3 separate regions of the Mus musculus genome follow, and regions 1 and 3 are each linked to region 2. The links are chromatin contacts, called in public HiChIP or PLAC-seq and promoter capture Hi-C maps. All regions are on one chromosome and are shown on one strand. The core of a region is the stretch at or near the end of the contact, and the rest is flanking DNA. Distances in the headings are between cores, read along the strand shown. Region 1 holds the start of Slc25a42 (solute carrier family 25, member 42). Region 2 holds the start of Slc35e1 (solute carrier family 35, member E1). Region 3 holds the start of Tmem161a (transmembrane protein 161A).

Region 1 (2,700 bases), core at 47-2,546, 2.3 Mb after region 2:
TTGGGTCGGTGGTCTTTCTCCTTGAATCTGTAGGATTAACATTTACCCATTGAGCCATCTTGCTGGCTCCTTCTGTTTCCACAAAGGGGTCAGGGAGGCAAGATTGAACCTAAGGATTGCTCTGTCCAAGGCTTGAGCAGACTGAGTAACTCAGGTCACTCCGTTCCCCACTGTCTTACTACCCTTTCTGAGGGGGTTCAGAGCTTCAATATACAAATTGAACAGCTAAAGTGCTCTGTAACCTTGGTCAAAGAGCTTGACCTCTCTGTGTTCCCTTTGACATGTGGTTGTATTTATTGTTTGGTTAATTCACCAGTTACCACAAACACAGGGATGTCATAAGATCTCGTAAAGGATAAAGCTTGGACCCAGAGACGTCACTTTCTGAAAGTCAGATCACGTCAGCAGGATTGCACTTTTGCTTCCCATGTTTTGCACATGAACTCAAGTAGCAGAGGAAGGCTGAGTGATCTGAGTTTCTGCCCTTTGTATCATCGGCAGGGGAACAGTAAAGGAGGGACGGGCTGAGAATTAACCAAGAGTGTTTCAACTGTCAAAGTCTAAATTCAGGAAAGAGTAAAGCTTCTGAGCGCCATGGGAACCTGAGGAGTCTGCGCGGAACATACTAGATCATCCAGGGCAGACAAGATAGTTATGGTCTGTACCTAGCGCGCCCACCCCTGGAAGATGCACCGCCTACAGCTTCTGCGATTGGTCCCAGGACCTGTACATCTTTAGTGTCGCAGTCAATCATCGTTGCCCTCCGGGCTACACCCTCCGATCCTCGAGCTTCGCCCTTGCCCAGCGCGCCAGCTTACTCAGAGCGCTGACCTTGCTCTTCAGCGATTGGCTAAGAGGGCTGTTTCCAGGCCCCGCCCCCTCCCTTCAGTTATTGGCCCAAAGCGTTGCTTGTTTTCTGCAGAATCCAATCCTCGCTTCTGTCTCCTTGTGCCCCGAATTCTCAGAAACCAAGAGCCGCCTTTCCTCTTAGCTCCGCCTATACCCCTTGGCAATTGGCCGGAAGCTCTGCCCATTTTCTGCGGGTTCCAATTCTTGAACGCCCCCCACCAGGCCTCTCCGCCTTGTACCCGGTGTAGAACGCTCAGAAGAACCAGGGCCGCCCCTCCATGTAGCCTCGCCCCTTCCTTTAGCGATTGGTTAAAAAGGATGCCCGTCTGTGCCATGCTTACCAATTCTTGCCGTCTCCAGCGCTGATTGGACAGGGCGTGACCAATGGCGGCAGGGCCTGGGCCCCTCCCGGCCTCGAGCTTAGGGCCCGCGCGAGGCGGGGCTGCAGCGGCTGAGGCGGCTGAGGCAGTAGCGGCAGCAGCGGCGACGCGTCCGGGCAGGTGAGCGCGACCCAAGGAGTGCAGGCGCCAAGGGGCGACGCGGGGTGGCGGGGTTCTCGCGGCCCGGGCTGGGAGGAAGCGCGGCATGGGGCCGTTTCGTTGTGACAGCAGTGTCGCGAGCGTGGAGAGGTGACAGATCCCCTCACACACCCTGTGTTTCGCGCGTCCTCGGGGTCCCCACGGCCAGGCCGAACCCTAATTTCACACCGAGCTGCCCTGAGAGTGACAACCCCTGTGAGGCCAAGGTGGCCGCTTACGCACCCAACATGCGTGCCTCGCAGACCTGATCTTCCTCAGCCCGCTGCGTGTCCTTCCTTTGGAACCCGGGTGGACGCTTCGGGTGCAAGCTTCGGGTGCCACCCGGACGCGGCTGCTACACACGTGCACCTGCGTGCCTCTCCCCGTCCCTGTCGCGCAACCATCGCTTCACTCCCAAAGCAAAGTCCACCTAACTTGTGGTTTTAAATTTTTTATTTTCGTCCCCCGTGTAGTGCGAGTGGTGGCTTGGTTTTGGAAACCGTGTTTCACTGTGTAGAGCCAGCTGGTCTGGAACTCACAGAGATCTCCCTGCCCCTGCCTCCCAAGTGCCAGGATTAAAAGTGTGGGGTACCACCTGGTCTGTTATTGCTTTAACAGGGCTTTTAAATTTATTTCTAGCATTTCATTTTATTGTATTTATTTATTGATTAGTTTTGGAGTCAAAGTCTTGCACTGTAACCCAGGTTGTCCTTGAACTTTTATAAAGAGTGCTTGAGGTCAGGTGAGATGGCTCAGCAAACTGAGTTTTTGGGAACTGCCAAAAGTTGTCCTCTGATCTCTACATGGGCTCTGTGGCACACACGTAAATACACACACACACACACACACACACACACACACCACAATATGTATATGTATATGCATATAAAATCACTTCTTGACACAGCATGATGTTATGAGTCATCTGTGCACTGAACAGGTAGAGGTAGGATCAGAAGTTCAAGGTTACCTTGGCTACACACAGTGAATTTGAGTAGCCTGGTCTGTTTAAGACCTTGTTTCACAAAAAGAAAGGAAAGAAAACTAATGAGCAAACAGTGCATAGACGGGAGTGGAGTTGGTAGAGTGCTTGTTTGAAGTTGGGGGTTCCATTCCTAGCACCAGAGAAACCAGGTGTGGGGGTACACACTTATCATCTCAGCAGGGGGATCTGGAGTTCATGTCCAGCCTGGGCTACTCAGAGGCCCTGTCTCAAAGACCAATAACAAACAAAAATCTCAGGGCTGGACAGCTTTTGAGTCATTTCTGGACTTAGAATAATCTCCTCAGCCTGATGCTCAGAGCATCCCAGTTCACCAACCAGAAGTCTGAA
Region 2 (2,700 bases), core at 43-2,542:
GGGTTGCCCTGAGTACATGTACCTGTTGTGAAATGAAAAAGCTTCCAGAGTTGCCAGGGCCAAATCCAATATGAAATAAAAGCAACCAAAACACATCAGTGGGGCCATCTGACACTGCTCTGTCCAAAGATCCTAATTCCTCTTGTATTTAGTTTGTGACAAAGGCCTTAGGGTACAAAGCCCAGCGTCCTATCACCATATTCTTAAACTCCTGCTTTGGGAGGGACCAGGCCATTTTCTACTCAGATCCACAAGGACTGCCACATGTGTGATGAGTATCCAGCAAACCCCAGGGTACAACACAGTCTACCTTGAAGAACGGGTGAGTAGCTACGCATGGTGCTCAGGAGGCGGAGGCAGGCAAATCTCTGAGTTCGAAGCTAGCCTAATCTACAAATCGAGTCCATGACAGCCAGGAATCTGTTACACAGAGAAAAGCAAACCAAAACATAGGTGAGGTAGAAAGACACCCTGGCATTCAAGGAGACGCTGTAAAGGAGAATATTGAGGTTGGCGAGATGGCTCAGCAAATAAACGCTTGCTGCCAGAGTTAGTTTCTTTTCCTGGATGCACATGGTAGAAAAGAGACAAAAGACTCAACTCGTCTGACCTCAATATGTGTATACACACGCTCGTGCCCGCCTCCATAAATGAACACATTTTAAGGAGCGCGAACAACTATTCTCCCTCACTTAAAAGCACACGATCTTGGGAATCGAGTTTTGTAAGTCTAGTCCTGCCTTCGTGGTTTTGCCCAGCATCGTACCGGTCAGCTGAGCTCTTAAGACACTGTCGCAGGAGACACTTAACCCTGGATTTCTCTCGGTTGGTCTGTGAGGGGAAATTGACACCTACCGCACAGCTTCCGAGGACCCGGCGTAGTCCAGAGGATTTACCGCAATCGGTTTCTTTTCTTCTAAAAGATCTAAGCCCTGTCTACGCCCCAGGCACGCGGCTTCCACAGCCTCAAGTGGGCGGGCCCGCGTCGCCCGGCACCTCCCACGGAGTCCTGCCAGTCACCGGAGAGAACGTAACGCGCTTAACCCACCCGCGGGCCCTACGGCCCGCCTTCCGGGCTTAGCCCCGCCCCCTCCCGGAAAGCGTTTAAGTGAGGGTAGGGCCCTCGCCGACGACGTGTACGGGCGCGTCGGCGGACGCGCGACGATGACGTATGGGGCGGTGGCCAATGGCGAGCGGCGATGACGCAAGGGCCAGGGGCCAATGGTGAGCGGCGTCTGCCGGCGCGCCCTCCAGGGCTGTCCCGCCCCCTGCCCGCGTCCGGCGGTCGTCCGGCGGGAAGGGGCGGCCGCTCGGGCAGGATGGCGGCGGCGGCAACCGCGGGTCCCGGCGCGGGCGCAGGGGTCCCGGGCGCGGGTGGCGGCGGCGGGGCGCGCGAGGGTGCGCGGGTGGCGGTGCTGTGTCTACTATGGTACGCGCTGAGCGCGGGCGGTAACGTGGTCAACAAGGTGATTTTGAGCGCCTTCCCGTTCCCGGTCACCGTGTCGCTGTGCCACATCCTAGCGCTGTGCGCGGGGCTGCCGCCGCTGCTGCGCGCCTGGCGCGTGCCGCCCGCGCCACCCGTGTCGGGCCCCGGACCCGGCCCGCATCCGGCGTCCGGCCCGCTGCTGCCGCCGCGCTTCTATCCGCGTTACGTACTGCCGCTTGCCTTTGGCAAGTACTTCGCGTCGGTGTCGGCGCACGTCAGCATCTGGAAGGTGCCGGTCTCCTACGCGCACACCGGTAAGTGCTGAGGCGGGCTTTGCGCGCTGTCTGGGGCTTCGAAGTGTGGGTACGAGTGCGCGGGCCGTCTGACTGAGACGCCGCCAAGGTGCGTCGGATTCTCACGTTGGAAAAGGTCTGAGGAGTTTACCGAGCGCCTAGCAGAATTGACTCCAGCTATTGGGATCGAGAGGAAGCCTTACAGAAGGAAGGTTCAGGGTCGGGTGTGCAGGTTGCCAGGACTGCCCACTGAGTGCCTTTTCCTCTCTTGCAGTCAAGGCCACCATGCCCATCTGGGTGGTCCTCCTGTCCCGGATCATCATGAAGGAGAAACAGAGCACCAAGGTAACTCTGGCAGAAGCCCTGGGCTAGGCGGGATTCCCAGTAGCTGACCAGGTTGATGACGTGGTTGGACCGTGGCATCCTCCTGCTTCCTGTCAAATAAGGAAGTCAAGGTGTCAGCCTTGTCCTGTGGCTAGCACCTAGCATCCCGCACTCACCTTTCAGACAGCAGATGTGTGTGTGAATGGGGCGATATCACCACATAATCTCTTGCTTGTTGTCCCTGAGCGCCACATCCCTCTGGCGTCCACTGTTCTTTTCTGTTATGATTCCGACTCTGGGATTGGTGGTAGGTGATGTCTTTGGTTCCATTTTAGCAAGTCACCAACAAATTAAGTTGGGACAAGTTTTCCTTCTCTTATTTTATTTTCTAATGTTTATTTATGTGTGTGTGTTGTGCATTGCCACGTGTATGGAAGTCAGAGGACAGTTTTCACCTTGTGGATACCTGGGATCAGATTCAAGTTGTCAGGCCTGGTCCTGACGAACTTACAAACTATCATGTCCTAGTTTTTCTGTCACTAGACAGAATGGTTGGTAGGGGTTGTCTGGATCTGATGTGAGTAGGCCAAAGGAGTTTGACCGTGGCAGAATCTAGCCAGTTTGTAGAAACTAAAACTTTACAAAGCCTGGCATGGT
Region 3 (2,715 bases), core at 41-2,540, 2.3 Mb after region 2:
AAGAAGGGAAGGCCAGAGATAGGTTGATTTCCTATAGCCCAGGCTGGTCTGGATCTCAGAACACAGCTGAAGGTGACCCTGAACTGCTGGTCCTCCTGTCCCCACTTCCTGAGTGCTAGGGTGATAGCGTGTACCCACACCCAGTTTGTGCAGTGCAGGGGTGGAGCCCCGTCCATGCTAGGTAAGCACTCTACCAAATGATAGACGCCAGCTCTCCATCCCAGGAAGAGTTCAGAGCACAGCTCCACAAATCTTTCAGAAGGAAGCTAAGTCAGGCTCCCGCCGACACAGCACTCATTTCTGTAATTATCTAATTATATACACTGTGTGCCACTAGAGCTGCCTGCCTGCATTCTGCTTTCATACCCAATTAACATGAAATACAGATCAATATAAAAATCTGTCAGCCAGGTGTACTGGTGTACAATTTTGCTTGGATTTTTTTGAGACAGGGTTTCTCTGTGTAGCCCTGGCTGTCCTAGAACTCACTCTGTAGACCAGGCGGGCTTCGAACTCACAGAGATTCACCTGCCTCTGCCTCCCAAGTGCTAAGATTAAAGGCATTTGCCATCACTGCCCATCAACACCAACAAGTAAGACCCTTTGTAAATAATTTTTAATGGGTAAATAGAAAAAAATAAAAGGACTGGGACGCTAGAGAGATAGCTCAGGGCTTAAGAGTACTGATTGCTCTTCCAGAGGTCACAGGTTCAATTCCCAGCATCCATTTGGCAGCTCACAGCCCTTTCTAACTCCACTCTCAGGGAATCCTACATGTCTTCTCTGGCCTCTAAGAACAGCACACACACACACACACACACACACACACACACACACACACACACACACACACACACACACACACACACGGTAGACAGACATACATACAAAACATTCATACTTAAATAAATAAAATAATGAAAAATAAAAAAAGATTTTAAAAGACAAACAGAAAGCCGTGAATAGTGGCACAAGTTTGACATCTCAGCACTCCAGAGCCAGGAGAATCAGAAGTCCGAGGTCCCCATAGGCTACGAATAAGTTCTAGTACAACTTGGGCTACATGGGACCCTGTCAGAAAGCAAAGATAGCTGCAATCCCAGCTCCCTCACTCCAGTCCAGAGCCCTAGCTTCACCTCCCAACGCGTCCAGCACCACTGACTACACGACACTTCCAAATAGCCCGCGCGGTTTGGGGAACCCTCTCAGCTCAGTTAGGCCGTTCTCCACCCCGGGGATCCCAGAGGGCCTGCTCACCATGTCCGCTCCCTGGGCGCACAGCGGTACGAGGCTGGAGGCGGGGAAGCGCTGAGGTATCTTGGCCAATTAGAGACAGAATGCTGTTGACGAGCATCCTGGGAAGTCAGTCATCGGGCTAAGAATGGGATGGGTGTGCGCAATGCATGCTGGGAACTGTAGTTTTAGCTGGAGCATGAGGTCGTTTCGTCTGCTGGCTTTTCCTTCTTTTTTCTTTTCTTTCTCTTTTTGCCCTTGCCGTGTGTGTGGTGTGTGTCGTGTGTGTGCCGTGTGTGTGTGTGTGCGTGTGCGTGTGACAGAGTACCTATGTAACTTCTGCTGGTCTGTCCTGAAATTCACTCTGTAGACCACGCTGGCCTCAAAGTACTGGGGATTAAAGAAAGCCTGTGCCACCACTACCCGGTTGGTTTTATTTTCTAGTATGTATCTGTATCTTGTGGGGTTTTTTGTATTTTGCACGTAGCTGCAGTCCTTGGAGTCCAGAGGAGAAGGCCAGATCCTTTGACCCTAAAGATACATGTGGTTGTTTATTGGTTGAGAAGAGGGCTTAGACTGAACTTGGGTTCCCTACAAAAGCAATACTTGCTCCTAGTCAACTAACCAACTTTCTAGCTTTCTAGTTTTGTTTTTACTTGGACGTGGGGGGGGGGGGGGGAGGAGTTCTTACTTTGTGTGTGGGAGGACATTGGATACCTTGCTAGAGTCAATTCTCTCGCTATCATGTGGACCCCAGGGGATCAAACTCAGACTTCACAGAAAAAGCCTCAACCGGCTGAACAGGCTTGCTAACCCTGTTTGGTTTTAGTAGGGTCTGAACTTCTCTATGTAGACAAGGATGACCTTGAGGTTCTGATCCTGCTGTAAAATGCTCAAGTAACAGATGTGTCTCACCATGCCCGGTCAGTGTTCTCACTCACCACGGATGGAGCTCACCATGCAAACGTAAGACCTGTGTTGTATGAGCGACCTCCCCAGCTCACTACACCATCACCCCAGTTCAGACAGTAGCCTGGATGTCTGTGTGTGTGCACGTCACTCTCTGAGCCACACCCTCCTCACTAGACAGCCCGGCATAGTGGATCGCATAGCTGTCCTCTCTCTTAGAGAGCTAAGACAGGAGCATGTTTTAAGACTAATGACAGCCTAGGCTGTGTAGCCAGACTGAAGCCACTAGTGCTTCATATTTTAAGACTGTCTCAAAAACAAAACAAAAAACAGGAAAAAAAAATAAAAACCAGGGCCGAACGTGGTGGCGCATGCTTTTAATCCCAGCACTCGGGAGGCAGAGGCAGGTGGATTTCTGAGTTCGAGGCCAGCCTGATCTACAAAGTGAGTTCCAGGACAGCCAGAGCTAACAGATAAACCCTGTCTAGAAATAAAATAAAGTAAAAACCAGGAAGGAACACTTGTTAGGTTGATGAGATGTTTCTTTGGGCAAAGGAGTTTTTTTACCACAAT

The links. Promoter capture Hi-C pulls out the DNA fragments that hold promoters and counts their contacts. HiChIP or PLAC-seq counts read pairs in DNA pulled down with a chosen protein or histone mark.
Region 1: a promoter capture Hi-C map of pre-B cells shows a contact between it and region 2, with 3 times the contacts expected there. The contact joins the promoter of Slc25a42 here to the promoter of Slc35e1 in region 2. A contact is called at or near these places in 1 of 39 promoter capture datasets (pre-B cells) and 1 of 115 datasets of contacts at active chromatin or transcription factors (thymic regulatory T cells).
Region 3: a contact with region 2 is called in an H3K27ac HiChIP or PLAC-seq map of thymic regulatory T cells, with 10 times the contacts expected there. The contact joins the promoter of Tmem161a here to the promoter of Slc35e1 in region 2. A contact is called at or near these places in 1 of 115 datasets of contacts at active chromatin or transcription factors (thymic regulatory T cells) and 1 of 9 other capture datasets (liver).

The regions. Positions count from the first base shown.
Region 1 is chr8:70,210,877-70,213,576 of GRCm38.p6, reverse strand. It overlaps Slc25a42 (solute carrier family 25, member 42), which reads left to right and starts at 1,296. Exons shown (of 8, transcript NM_001007570.2): 1 at 1,296-1,349.
Region 2 is chr8:72,491,206-72,493,905 of GRCm38.p6, reverse strand. Slc35e1 (solute carrier family 35, member E1) reads left to right here and starts at 1,292. Exons shown (of 6, transcript NM_177766.3): 1 at 1,292-1,740; 2 at 1,994-2,064. The coding sequence starts at 1,320.
Region 3 is chr8:70,170,983-70,173,697 of GRCm38.p6, reverse strand. It overlaps Tmem161a (transmembrane protein 161A), which reads right to left and starts at 1,290. Exons shown (of 12, transcript NM_145597.4): 1 at 1,258-1,290. The coding sequence starts at 1,260.